Linked DNA regions of Mus musculus: region 2 is linked to region 1. A link is a contact called in public promoter capture Hi-C data. All regions are on one chromosome and are shown on one strand. The core of a region is the stretch at or near the end of the contact, and the rest is flanking DNA. Distances in the headings are between cores, read along the strand shown.

Region 1 (5,623 bases), core at 1,715-4,214:
AAATGCCTCCACAAGATCCAGCTGTAAGGCATTTTCTCAATTAGTGATCAAGGGTGGGAGAGATCATTGTGGGCGGTGTCATTCCTGGGCTGGTAGTCCTGGATTCTATAGGAAAGCAAGCTGAGCAAGCCAGGGGAAGCAAGCCAGTAAGTAACATCCCTCCATGGCCTCTGCATCAGCTCCTGCTTCCTGACCTGCTTGAGTTCCAGTCCTGACTTCCTTTGGTGATGAACAGCAATGTGGAAGTGTAAGCTGAATAAATTCTGTCCTTCCCAGCTTGCTTCTTGGTCGTGATGTCTGTGCAGGAATAGAAACGCTGACCGAGATACTACATGAATGGAGTTAGGTGGGAGGAAACAGCATAGTGAGCAGCCTTCTCTGCAGGCCCTGCTGCAGCCACAGGCATAGGAAACTGTTGTGAATTGAGAGCACCTGAGACTGACAGCCCTGAGCCTGTTTCCAGGGTCCACAAAAGAAGTTTCTGGGCAGAGGCTGCCACCTCCCAGGAGCTGCACATTCCCTGCAGATGCCACTCTGGAAGCCCTTCTTCACATTCCTGCCTAGCATTGAGACAATTCTGCTGTCTATATACAAGGGGTACCTCATATGCCCCACTGCCCTGGGTTTCTGCAAAGTACCAGTCTCAGTTTTAAGGCTCATTTCCCTTGTAGCAGCAATGTTCCTATAATGGGTCCCAGACTTTGCAACAGAGGATTTCAACAAAAGATGCTTAAGGGGACAAGGAATCTGTAAACCTCATGTACTGGACAGAGGCCCAAAGGCCAGTGATGTCGAGAGAAACCCGAGATCTGAACCGGAGAGCACTGGAGAGCACTGGAGCCCCTCTCTGGCTTCCCACTTGCCCCAGCACTCTGGTGAACCCAAGGGATATTCTTTGAAAGCTTGGCCTTTAGAAAGCAACTGTGGTCTATTTTTAGCTTGGATCTTGTATCACAGCCAAGCAGGAGGAGGCTCATCTTCAGTATTAACAGCAGCTTCTTAGCAGAGATGAAGGTTGTGGTTAAGATGTGCAATATGCCTTGGTGTGCACATGTGCGGAAGGGTGTGGAATGAAAGGCAGTCCTTAGGTCGAGGTAAGGTAGACCCACTAATCCATTAGAAAGATAGATGTGTGCACCTTAAGCAGCTTCCTGGCAGGAGGGAGGTAGTTGCCCAGGGTGAATGGAGTATGGCTGAGTTCTAGTTGTAAGATTTCTGGTAGCCTAAAGGGTACAATGTATGCATTTAAAACTCATTGCATAGAAGGAACTCAGTAGACTTGGACCAGCAGTAGTCAACAGTAACTCACACTCTCATCATGGAGATCTATTTAGGGTCACCTTGGGGGCCCTGTGATCATTACCTACATGTAAATGCATTGGGCTCTTGAAGGAAGCTAGAGCTGGCCTTTCCATTAGACTAGGGATGCAGGGAAAGCTGCTGGGAAAATCCAGGAATACTGCTACGCCAACCCCTTGTGTGACCTTGGCAAGGTCACACTCTAATCTGAATTCATTTTCTCCATCTCATAGCAGGAGGGCTGGAATTTGACCTTGTCTGCTCTGATTCATAGCCACAGTGCCAGAAGAGCCTAACAGCTGGTTGACTATGAACTCATCCTAGCACCCCAGAAATGATCTGGATCTCCACTGACCATGGATTTATCACAAGGACATCTACCAAGAACCACCACTCACATGTTGTTTTACCAAGCACCGAGTCTGCCAGATCCATCCATTACAGAGGTCAGGAAACACAGCTTCAGGGCTCCACAGAGTTGGACCAAGGTTGTACAAGCACGAGAAGCCTGAGGCTTGGGTCCTATTGCTTTGGTTTGAACTGGAGAGAAGCCTTTCAGTTGGGAGAGACTCTTGAGAAAGCTTTTGTCCAGATGCAAAGAAGGATTTAGTGTGTATTTTTTTTTATTTCCCCAAGGGATTTGGTGTACAGAGCTAAGAGCTCAGAACATTGCTCTTCAGTCCCTCAGTATAGGCTCTGCCCCTTCTGCATCGGTGGGGCTCAGGGTTAGGGCCAATTCTTTGCTAACTATCTGAAATTCCAGTCAGCTGAGCTGCTCAGGTGATTTCTGGTCTTCTAAGCCTCACGCTATGCTCCTGTAGATGGCTCATACCAAAGAGGCTGGTTTTCAACAATGCATTTTTCCAGAAGGGTGTGGGGAGGGCACCGTGGAAGCTTGCCATCTTTCTACCTATCAGGTCTCCTGAGGATAGAGTTGCCCCATTAATGGGATTCTCTCTGCAGAAGATAGGACTATTGTCAAACAAAGCAAGGTGAATAGCTGAGCACTCTAATTAGCTACACAATGCTACGATTCTCACATTTTTTTCCAGCCTTGTATACCTTCACCTCTAGTCCCCAGCTCAACAAGCTCTCCTCACAACCCTCTGAGGGCAAGAGGCACACCTGTCAGCTCATTTCAGTGATAGGGATGCTGAAGGTTCTTAAAGGTCTTGTGGGGGTGGGATGCCACTGAGTATCGGCACCAGACCCAAGGCTCTTCTCTATCTGCCTAAGGCTCACTCCACACCTGCCATTTTCCCAAAGTTCAGGGTTTCTGAGGAACTCAAAAGAGAAACTGAAGGAGAGATGTGGCCAGATGTGCCCACCGTCCCCTGGCTAGAAGCCATTTCTCTAGTAGCCTTCCCCATAGGGCCTCTGAGCAAGGAGTTGGTAGATGAGGGGTAGGATCTTACCTGCAGCCGTAGCGATGCCCAAGAGCCGGCAGGTATACTCCAGTCCAGTCCAGAATACCTGGAGCTTCATGGTGCCAGGGGTGTGAACAGAGTCCCAGAAGGGCAGGCTGCGAAGATGCCTCTGTATCTGAGATGCTCTGGATGCTCCTCACAAGCAGGAGGCTGCGGGGGCTGGCTGGGGGGCCCCCTGGGCCTTGGGCTCAGCCTCCCTGAACTAGCTCTGGCCTCCGCTGTCTGGCTGAGGTGTGAATAGGGCTCCCCTCCCTAGCTTAGCAGCCCATGCCAAGTGCTGCTCAGTTTAATCATTATCTTGGGAGAATGCTCTCCTTGCTCCACGTAGCCCTGGCCTAGCCTGGAGCGGCTTCGGCTCCGGCTCCGGTGCAGCTGCCTGAGATCATACCGATTAGGGTTGGGCAGGAGGCAGCCTGGAGTTGGCAATTAGCTGTTTCTGTCTGGGAGGAGGGAACAGGAGAGCTAGAGGCCAAGCCCTTCCCTAGGAGGCTGTTCCAAGAAAGTCACCCCCCCCTCACCTCACACCTGCTGGGGGTCCAAAGAGGAGACAGGGCACACGCAGATCTGGGCTAGGGAAGAAGAGTAGAGACGGAGACAGAGATAGAACAAATGTGTTTCTAAATCTCCACTGGTAGCCACTTAGCAAATGAGTTCCAAGCTCTTTCCTTCTGTGTATAGGTGGGTTGAAAAGATTTCCGAATCTGGTAGATTTGAACTCTGACCTTCTTGGTTCAGATGGCAGCACGTGGAGACCCTCCTCTGTTCCTTACAAGCATCCGGGATATGAGATGTGAGAAATCACGGTGTATGCTGTGTGAACAATTAACTGGGTGACCTTGGGGGAAACCCAGAGGTGTCTGGGAGCCTCAGTAACTGTGACAGAAAGTACAGAAGAAATGTAACTATACCGGTGTTCTCAAAACAGAAAAGTGCCCAAGAACCCCGTGACACGCTCAGCCTCTGAGGCCGGCCCTAGGTGGGCTTTGCCGGCGTTTACGTTACAACCGACCTAGCGGATTAAACAGTACTGTGTTTTGGTTTTCCTATCAGGCATTCTCTGAAATCTCTTCCTAGTCTGCTCACGTGGGATGAAAGACAACAACCAAATGAACGGGCAGATTGGCCAACCCTAATACCAGCAGAAACCTCCACCTAATACTGTTTCTTTCTTTGCTGTTTAATGAGTGGCCATATTTTACTATGAAGATTATTATGGCTTGACCATTGATTTGTATTCCATAACCCACCCTCTCTTGTAAGAACCTCTGTGCTCATATGATACTTAAAACGATGTCTAGAAATGTATCATTCAGTGCTTATCATGTGTGAGACCCTGGGTCTCATCTCGAGCAACACACACACACACACACACACACACACACCACACACACAGAGGAGCGTGCGGAGCACTTGTGGAGTATGACTTCGTTTATTTACTTCTTCACTGAACAGACTGTGTCTTATCGGGTTATTTATCTATTACCTGAGTTTTATCTACTTGAACCTCCCTGAAATGCCGCATGTCTGGGCAGCCAGCACCCGCTGTGCTAACTGCATGCTAGAGTGTTTCTGTGGTAGACACTGAGTTGATCTGAGGAAGGAGCTGGGACCTGGGCCACAATAGCTCTGTGGCTTACAGCCTTCTTTGGGAAGACTGAGTAGCCTTTCTCTGAGTAGACTGGGGAGACCCCATCACACCATAGCTGTCACTGGCCTTTCCTGAACCACAGTGGCTTCTTTTCTTTGTGTCTCATACCCCCCCATGCTCAAATGCTCAGAAGACATGGACTCTAGAAGACACGACCATGGCTTCTCCTCCTCAGTCAAATCTTTGGGAATGAGCAGGTGACCCAATTTTGGGCCAAAAGCCCAAATTTGTGGCACATGCTTCTGGGATTTTGGGGGAAGTCCCCCTTATTTTTAACAAGGGGCTCAAGGACAGGGTGAGCTATGCCTCTATGGATCTCCTAGTCCGGATGAGGAGTGGCTGGGTGGGGCCTGTCTCATGAGACAACAAGCAGCTGTGAGATGACTTTGGGGCTGCTAAACCTTCCAGAGGTGCTTTGTCATATCGTCACAGGAGGCTTCCAGGGGTCACAGCAGGATTCAGGTCACAGCAGAATGTACGCAGAATGTACGCTGCCTGACAGAATGGGTTGTGTCTGAATAGGCTCAATTCCTAGCTCCTTTCCTAATCAGGATTTTCTCTGTGCTCTAAGCTCACAGTGGGACAGGTAGAGAACTAAGAACTAAAGATGAAAAAGTTAGGGCATTCCTCAAAACCCAGGGGTGCCCTGTTTCACCGAGCTGCCCTTTACAGAGATCTGGAAAATGGCATTGAGCTGATGAGGTGAAGAAGGCAGAGTCCATTTCAGAAGCAGATGGAAGAGGAATCCCAGTGTGAGCCCCTTTAGAAGAAACCACAGAGTGGGCAAAGGACCATTAACCCCATTTGTAGAGTCCCAAGGGACAGAGAGAAGTCTGTCTTGGCAAAGCTCCCCAGATATCTTACAGTCTAGAGAAAAGACTTCTGGGAAGCAGTGGCTAGGCCCTAAAATAGGACTTGGAGAAGGAAGTGAGGCCCTGGACGTGCACATCTGACCCGGCCTCACTAATGTGCCCAGCAGAAAACAGCACTTAGCAGAAGGCCCCGGAGTTTCACTTTCCACAGGCTATCAAAGGGCAGAGGAGGGAGGGAAGGAAGGAAGGCAGCAAACCTGAAGTGGAGAGAGATTCGGCACCCATGTAGAGCCTGGGAAAGTCCTTCAGGTGACAGAGGGTCTTATTACAGCAGGGAGTCATGTAGAGTATGCCAGGTAGGCCCCACTGCTCAGGACCGTGATAGCATGTAAAAAAATAAAAGTCCAATGATTTTTGTCCTGTGAAATACAATGGGT
Region 2 (5,648 bases), core at 2,315-4,814, 900 kb after region 1:
GATGGGGCAATTTAAATCCTCTTCTGTATGCAACCCATAATGATGGATTATGGGGAAAATATGGTGTCTAGAATTTCAAAATACTTCAGAGGAAAATAAGGACTAGATGAAGTCAGAACGGCCAAAGTGCTGATAATCGCTGAAGCTGGGAGACAGACAAGAGGTTGCACTTGCTCTTTGGTCTGCTCTGTATATTTAACAGTTCCCACCGAGCTGGCTAAAAGAACAAACAGCGTCTGGGAGTCAAACCTTTAACAATAAAAGCAACAGCCCCACTTGACTTAGATGCAGTCAAACATGTCCCCTGAAAGCTTTTCTATTACAAGAGACAGAGTGCATGATTTAGGAGTTCTCACAAGCTTCCCAGGCACATCCCAGGAAATCCAAAAGGAAGATGACCCCGTGAGAAGAATACACAGTTTGAGAAGAGTTATACGTTGTAGAATGTAAGATATTTAAACGCATATAATGAGTAGGGAAGTGCTTATAAAAATACATAGCATAAAAATACTAACATTATCATTAAGTTTGTAATTTTATAAATTGATGAGAGAGAATAATAACCCCCTCCCCCAAAAGTGGGCAAGAGGCACCCAAGCAGAGAGACCCAAGAAGAACAAGGAAAACTACCCGGAAGTCAATGAGTAGAAGGGAAGAAACAAAAGAGCTGATCACTTGGAATAGAATCATCACATGTTGAAAAAGATGCCAAGGCTCCCACACCTTGACAAGGTGAGCACGTAAAAGAACACCCCTTAGTCTCCTGTGGGTGATAACTCAAGGGCACAGTTCCGCATCCCTGCTGTGTTGTGTGGTTCGTGTTCTCTACACATCTGCAGTACAGGCTGCAGAGTCACACTGTGCACGGTCCTTCTGGCGTGGGTTTGTGCGTCATCTAGAGTAAGAGTAAAGGCAGATCTTCCTCATGGAGGAGCCAGTCGCCACTGAGGACTGTGAGCTGCCCGTGCCAGCAGAAGGCTTGAATCCTGACGCTGGCCCTATGCAATCATAATTCGACTTCCTTCCTGTTCTATAAATGGAAACTTTGCACCTTCAGTCTGTAGCTTCCAGGAAACTGGAAGAGACATAGACCTTTGTTTGGGCTAATGTGTAAAAAGCAACTTGTTAGAAACCTGATTTGCCAGATAGGTAATACTAAAATCATTGTTTAAAACTTGGTTTTCATCAGTCATGCCACAGCTTCTAAGTCTCCAAATCTTAATCTACATGGTGGTCAACACCTTTGGTCCAAACACTAATTTTTAATCCCCAATGGCAAGTGCCTCACATGCCAGGTGTTCTAAGATGAATTCTTAGATTTTTCCAGAAGATCGATGTTCTCAGACCCAGGTTTGCTATAGGATTTACCTTGTGGAGAGAAAATTCAGAGCTCATGAGCTGAGCAGTCTGTGGCTCAGTTCACGCCTGTCTATATTAGCCTGGGGCACAGAGTCTACGCAGAAGGCCAGTTTGCCCAAGTTCTGGGTCCTAGAGCACAGAACTCCCAACCTCCGCAGCCAATCTGATAAAGCCAGGAGCACCTGCATGAAACCTGTTGAGAACTGATGATAACTGAAATGATTGCGTCTGCGAACCAGTCCCCATGCTGAACTTAGAGGGGACGCTTCGACTTCATCCAGATTCAAATCAAACCGAAATGCTGCAGTTTCCTAGAAACAGGAGGCACTGATGAGCACCAGAAGAGGAGATACTATTGCTGCCATCCATGCTGGGAACTGAAATCTCCACGCCCTCCTTTCTTTCTTACACTTAGAAACCAGATACTGACATAAAAGGCAGACCAAAGAAGAAAATGAAAGCGACAGCAACAGAGAAAACCTTCTGGGTGATGTCCCGGGTGGAGTTCTGAGGGTGGTTTGCGTCTGCCGGAGAGCTGGGGAGGGGGTGGAAGCTACATCAGAAGATCGGTGAGCACTGTGAGCACATGATGAAGAAGGCACTGGACCTAGAGAGCTGGGCTGCATCTGGGATCAAGGCCAAAGAGCAGGGTCCATGTCAGCTGCTCCCTGGAGCCTTCCTTCAGGTTAATTAATACCTAACACAGTACGGACGATTTCCTAAATGCCCAACTCAGACGCCTGGTTTGGGTTTTGGTTTTTTTGTTGTTTGGTTGGTTGGTTGGTTTGGTTTTGTTTTGGTTTTGTTGTTGTTGGGTTTTTTTGTTGTTGGTTTTTTTTTTTAGGTTTGGTTTGGCTTTTGTGTATGCTCATTGTTAGTTAATGTACACATCTGATCTTAATATATGTGTGGATTTATAAGTAAAAAAAACTAACAGCATTAAATTCATACTCATTAAATTTGCAGGCATACGTAACTATGGCACAAAGTTCTTTAGAATGTGAGCCCAGGTTATGTTTTTAAAACCCTCGTTCTTCCCTACAGCCATCTTGTGATAAGGCACAGTCGCCTGTGCCAGCGAATGAGGCTGTCTCTGAACACACTTCTAGAACTACTAGCTAATAGTTGTGCAAAAGATTGTGGGGTGGGGGAGGTGTTAGGGCTAGGGTGTGTGCACAGCACTTGTGAGTGAGCGAGTGGTCTGTGTGCCTGCTGATTTGGAACCTAACTCTCTACCATCTCATGGCCAAATTCAGAGATTTACTATCACGGTACAGAAAAGTGCTTCCTTGGGGCTGGAGAGATGGCTCAGAAGTTGAGAGTCTTTCCTGACTGTTCTTCCAGAGGATCCGGGTTCAATTTCCAGCACCCACATAGCAACTCACAACTATCTGTAACTCCTTTTCCAGGGAATCTGACACCCTCACACAGACATACATGCAGGCAAAACACCGATGCACGTAAAAATATAAAAATTATCCAAAAAAAGGGAAGAAAAGTACTTATTTGTTAAATATGTCCAAAAACAAAGTACAAGCAGCACAAATCAATTAGCTTCCTACAAAATGATGGCCCTGTCTCTCAATTCTTGTCACATCTGTTGTAACATTGTACTGAAAACTCTTCTATTAAAATCATCTGCAAAGAATTGAAGCGATGACCTCTTCAACGTTTGTTTTCCAGAACCCCTACTCTATTTTTTTCTTTGAAATTCCAAGTGACTAACATACCATACTGCAAATATATAGTCCTTTCCCCCCCCCAAAAAAAGCCCTAGTGGGCAAATAGAAATGTTCCCCTTCGAATCCAGGAAATGGTATCTCATGATTAAATTAGTTTGAGCAGTCCAGGCTCAGTGTGTTTTCTATTGGGGAGTTTGCAGCAGATGGCCTGGATATTCTTAAGCTGAAACAAGTTTGAGCTTGCCAACCTCAGTTAAAAATCTCTCAAATGTTTGCTTTGGACTGAACGGCTGCACAATGGGAAAAGAACCATATGCAATCCTTATCATTTAGGGAAAATATTCCATAAAAAATACTAGATTTCATTACGGCCTGTTTGGTGCGAGCGGGCTGCAGGTTTGGTTGCCACAGAAATCGCATCATTAGGATACTACAAGTCTGCTTTGAGTTACCCTAGCTGCAAAGTCAGCCAGCCCCGTGATCCCATCCCCTGCATCTGTGTGCTTACCCGCTGTGATTCATTACAATAACAGGAATTTGCTGCTGTTATGATTGAAATAAATCAGCTTTGTGGTCCGGGCAGCCCGTTGTGATAACCATGGCTCCACCTCAAATTTGCTGCCTGGTCTTAAGTCATCTGCTGTACAGTCTAGCCAAAGACACAAACAAACAGATACTATATATGTTAGGAATTTATATATAAACTACCGAGAGCCAGGAGTTTAACCAGAACTTTCTGCTACATTAACCCATTTCATCTAACGTCTCCACATGGTACTTCCAGGTTCCTTCTCTAATCTGCTGTGGACACACTAAGGGGTTGCTACCCTCTGTCCCCCAGCCGGCACCTGGCTCTGCTGGCCATAGAGCCCTGGCTCTGAACAGCTGTCATTTCACACTGGCACGCTGGCTCCAGCTTGAGATCTGGAATCCTTTCCACTCATTTCTGTTGAGGTCCTGAGAGGGGAAGGACAGGGCTAACTTGTTCACACACTCTTCAGATCACACCGGTGTCTGTACCTCGGGCCGGGTCCATCACTGGCCATAGGCTAAACTGGTCTCTATAAAGCTGGGGAGAGGCCAACCATTCCTGAAGATTCTACCCAGTCAGCCCCTTCCAATGGTATCTGTAACTTCTCATTCCTGTCTTATACTCTAATATTTACTTCTACAACAGGCGTTTAATATTTCATTTTCTGTGTGATGTGTGTGTATGCTGTATGATCTTAAATTTAAGTTCAGCTATATTTCTGGATATTCACCTTGGTTGTGTTACTTGGCGTGTCTGTAGGTGGGGCCACACCTGTGTTAAACAATCCACAAGACTGAATGACTGATTAAAGCTTCAATGACTGTGGTCAGTGATTTCCCCAGTTTTCTGCAACCTGTTTGCTTAATGTTCCCACCAGTGTACTTACATAGGGCCTTGGTTTATTACTTTCTGTTACTATTACTATTTAAATATTCCGTTCTGTTACTATTAAAATATTCATGAAAGTGTTCCCACGTTGGAGCATGGTCTTTGGGATAAGCTGATTTTGTGATCATAAGACATGGTGACTGGTATTGGATTCTAGAATAAACTCTTTCCTGTTGAGCTGTTTTGGCATCAACACTTAAGGATGCTACCCTCTTTACACAGTAGGATAAGGCCCCAGTGAGGAACATGGGCTCTAACACTGTCCCCTCATGAGCACACTCTGTCCCTCTGCTTGTGTGGCTCAGATTGTGCTGGCCACCCTGTTGTTATCCATTCCAATTTCAACCATGACGCCAGCTCCTGCAGATCCCCAAACCAGCTTGCCAGACCTGTCCTAGTGCTATGGACTGACTGTGCCCCCCAGTAAATCAGGGTTTAAGTAGAACCCTTAGAAAGGGATTAGGTCAGCAGCCTCTGTTTACCAGATAGGACTCCTCTCAGAAGCAGGATCTTCAGGGAAGGACACACACACACACACACACACACACACACACACACACAGAGAGAGAGAGAGAGAGAGAGTCTGCCTTGTCCTGCTTTCCACCTTAGAGTTATGCAACAAAAAGGCTCTTTCCTGCAATGAGCCCTCAACCTTGGTCTTCCTAGATTCTAAATCTGTTCTTTTATAAATTATTCAGTCTCTAGTATTCTGTTACAGTAGCATCCAACACTACAAGATTTGTCATCCATATTTATGATTTCCAAATCGTGCTAATAGCTTTTTATAACGTGTGGCTTTAGTCATGTGTAGTTCCACCTACTCAGAACACAGAATCCAGGCTAGCTTGGGCAGCCCCAGCTAGTCCGTAGTAGACTGTGTGACACTTAGATGGGTGGTTTCCCCAAGGAAGCCTGAGCATATTCCTTGACATACTAATGAAGAGTGATGCACACTGTTCAGTAAGTCACATGCCTGTGCAAAAATGTCCACGGCCAAAGAGACTCAGTTTGGACCACAGGTAATGTACCACATTGCTTTGGTTCTCAATTCCAAGCCAGCTAGCTCTGCTTCTCTGTCACTCACCAAGGTAATCTTGCAAGTCCTTTCTTATCTGTGTTAGCTCTCAAGTTGGGTAAGTTTAGAAGAAGTTGAAACTACTTCCTGGTTCCCTCAACCAGGTGAAATG

Evidence for each region. Promoter capture Hi-C pulls out the DNA fragments that hold promoters and counts their contacts.
Region 2: a promoter capture Hi-C map of cranial neural crest shows a contact between it and region 1, with 5 times the contacts expected there. The contact joins the enhancer-like site here to the promoter of Tmem72 in region 1. A contact is called at or near these places in 7 of 39 promoter capture datasets (cranial neural crest, embryonic stem cells, frontonasal cranial neural crest and 4 more).

What each region holds. Positions count from the first base shown.
Region 1 is chr6:116,713,794-116,719,416 of GRCm38.p6, forward strand. Tmem72 (transmembrane protein 72) reads right to left here and starts at 2,965. Exons shown (of 5, transcript NM_178768.4): 1 at 2,715-2,965. The coding sequence starts at 2,784.
Region 2 is chr6:117,610,632-117,616,279 of GRCm38.p6, forward strand. No RefSeq gene overlaps it. Among named protein-coding and RNA genes, the nearest start is that of Gm9946, 54 kb to the left of the region's middle. Within about 2 kb of position 3,565, at least 43 of the 459 cell types and tissues checked have an H3K27ac peak or open chromatin away from gene starts, as enhancers often do.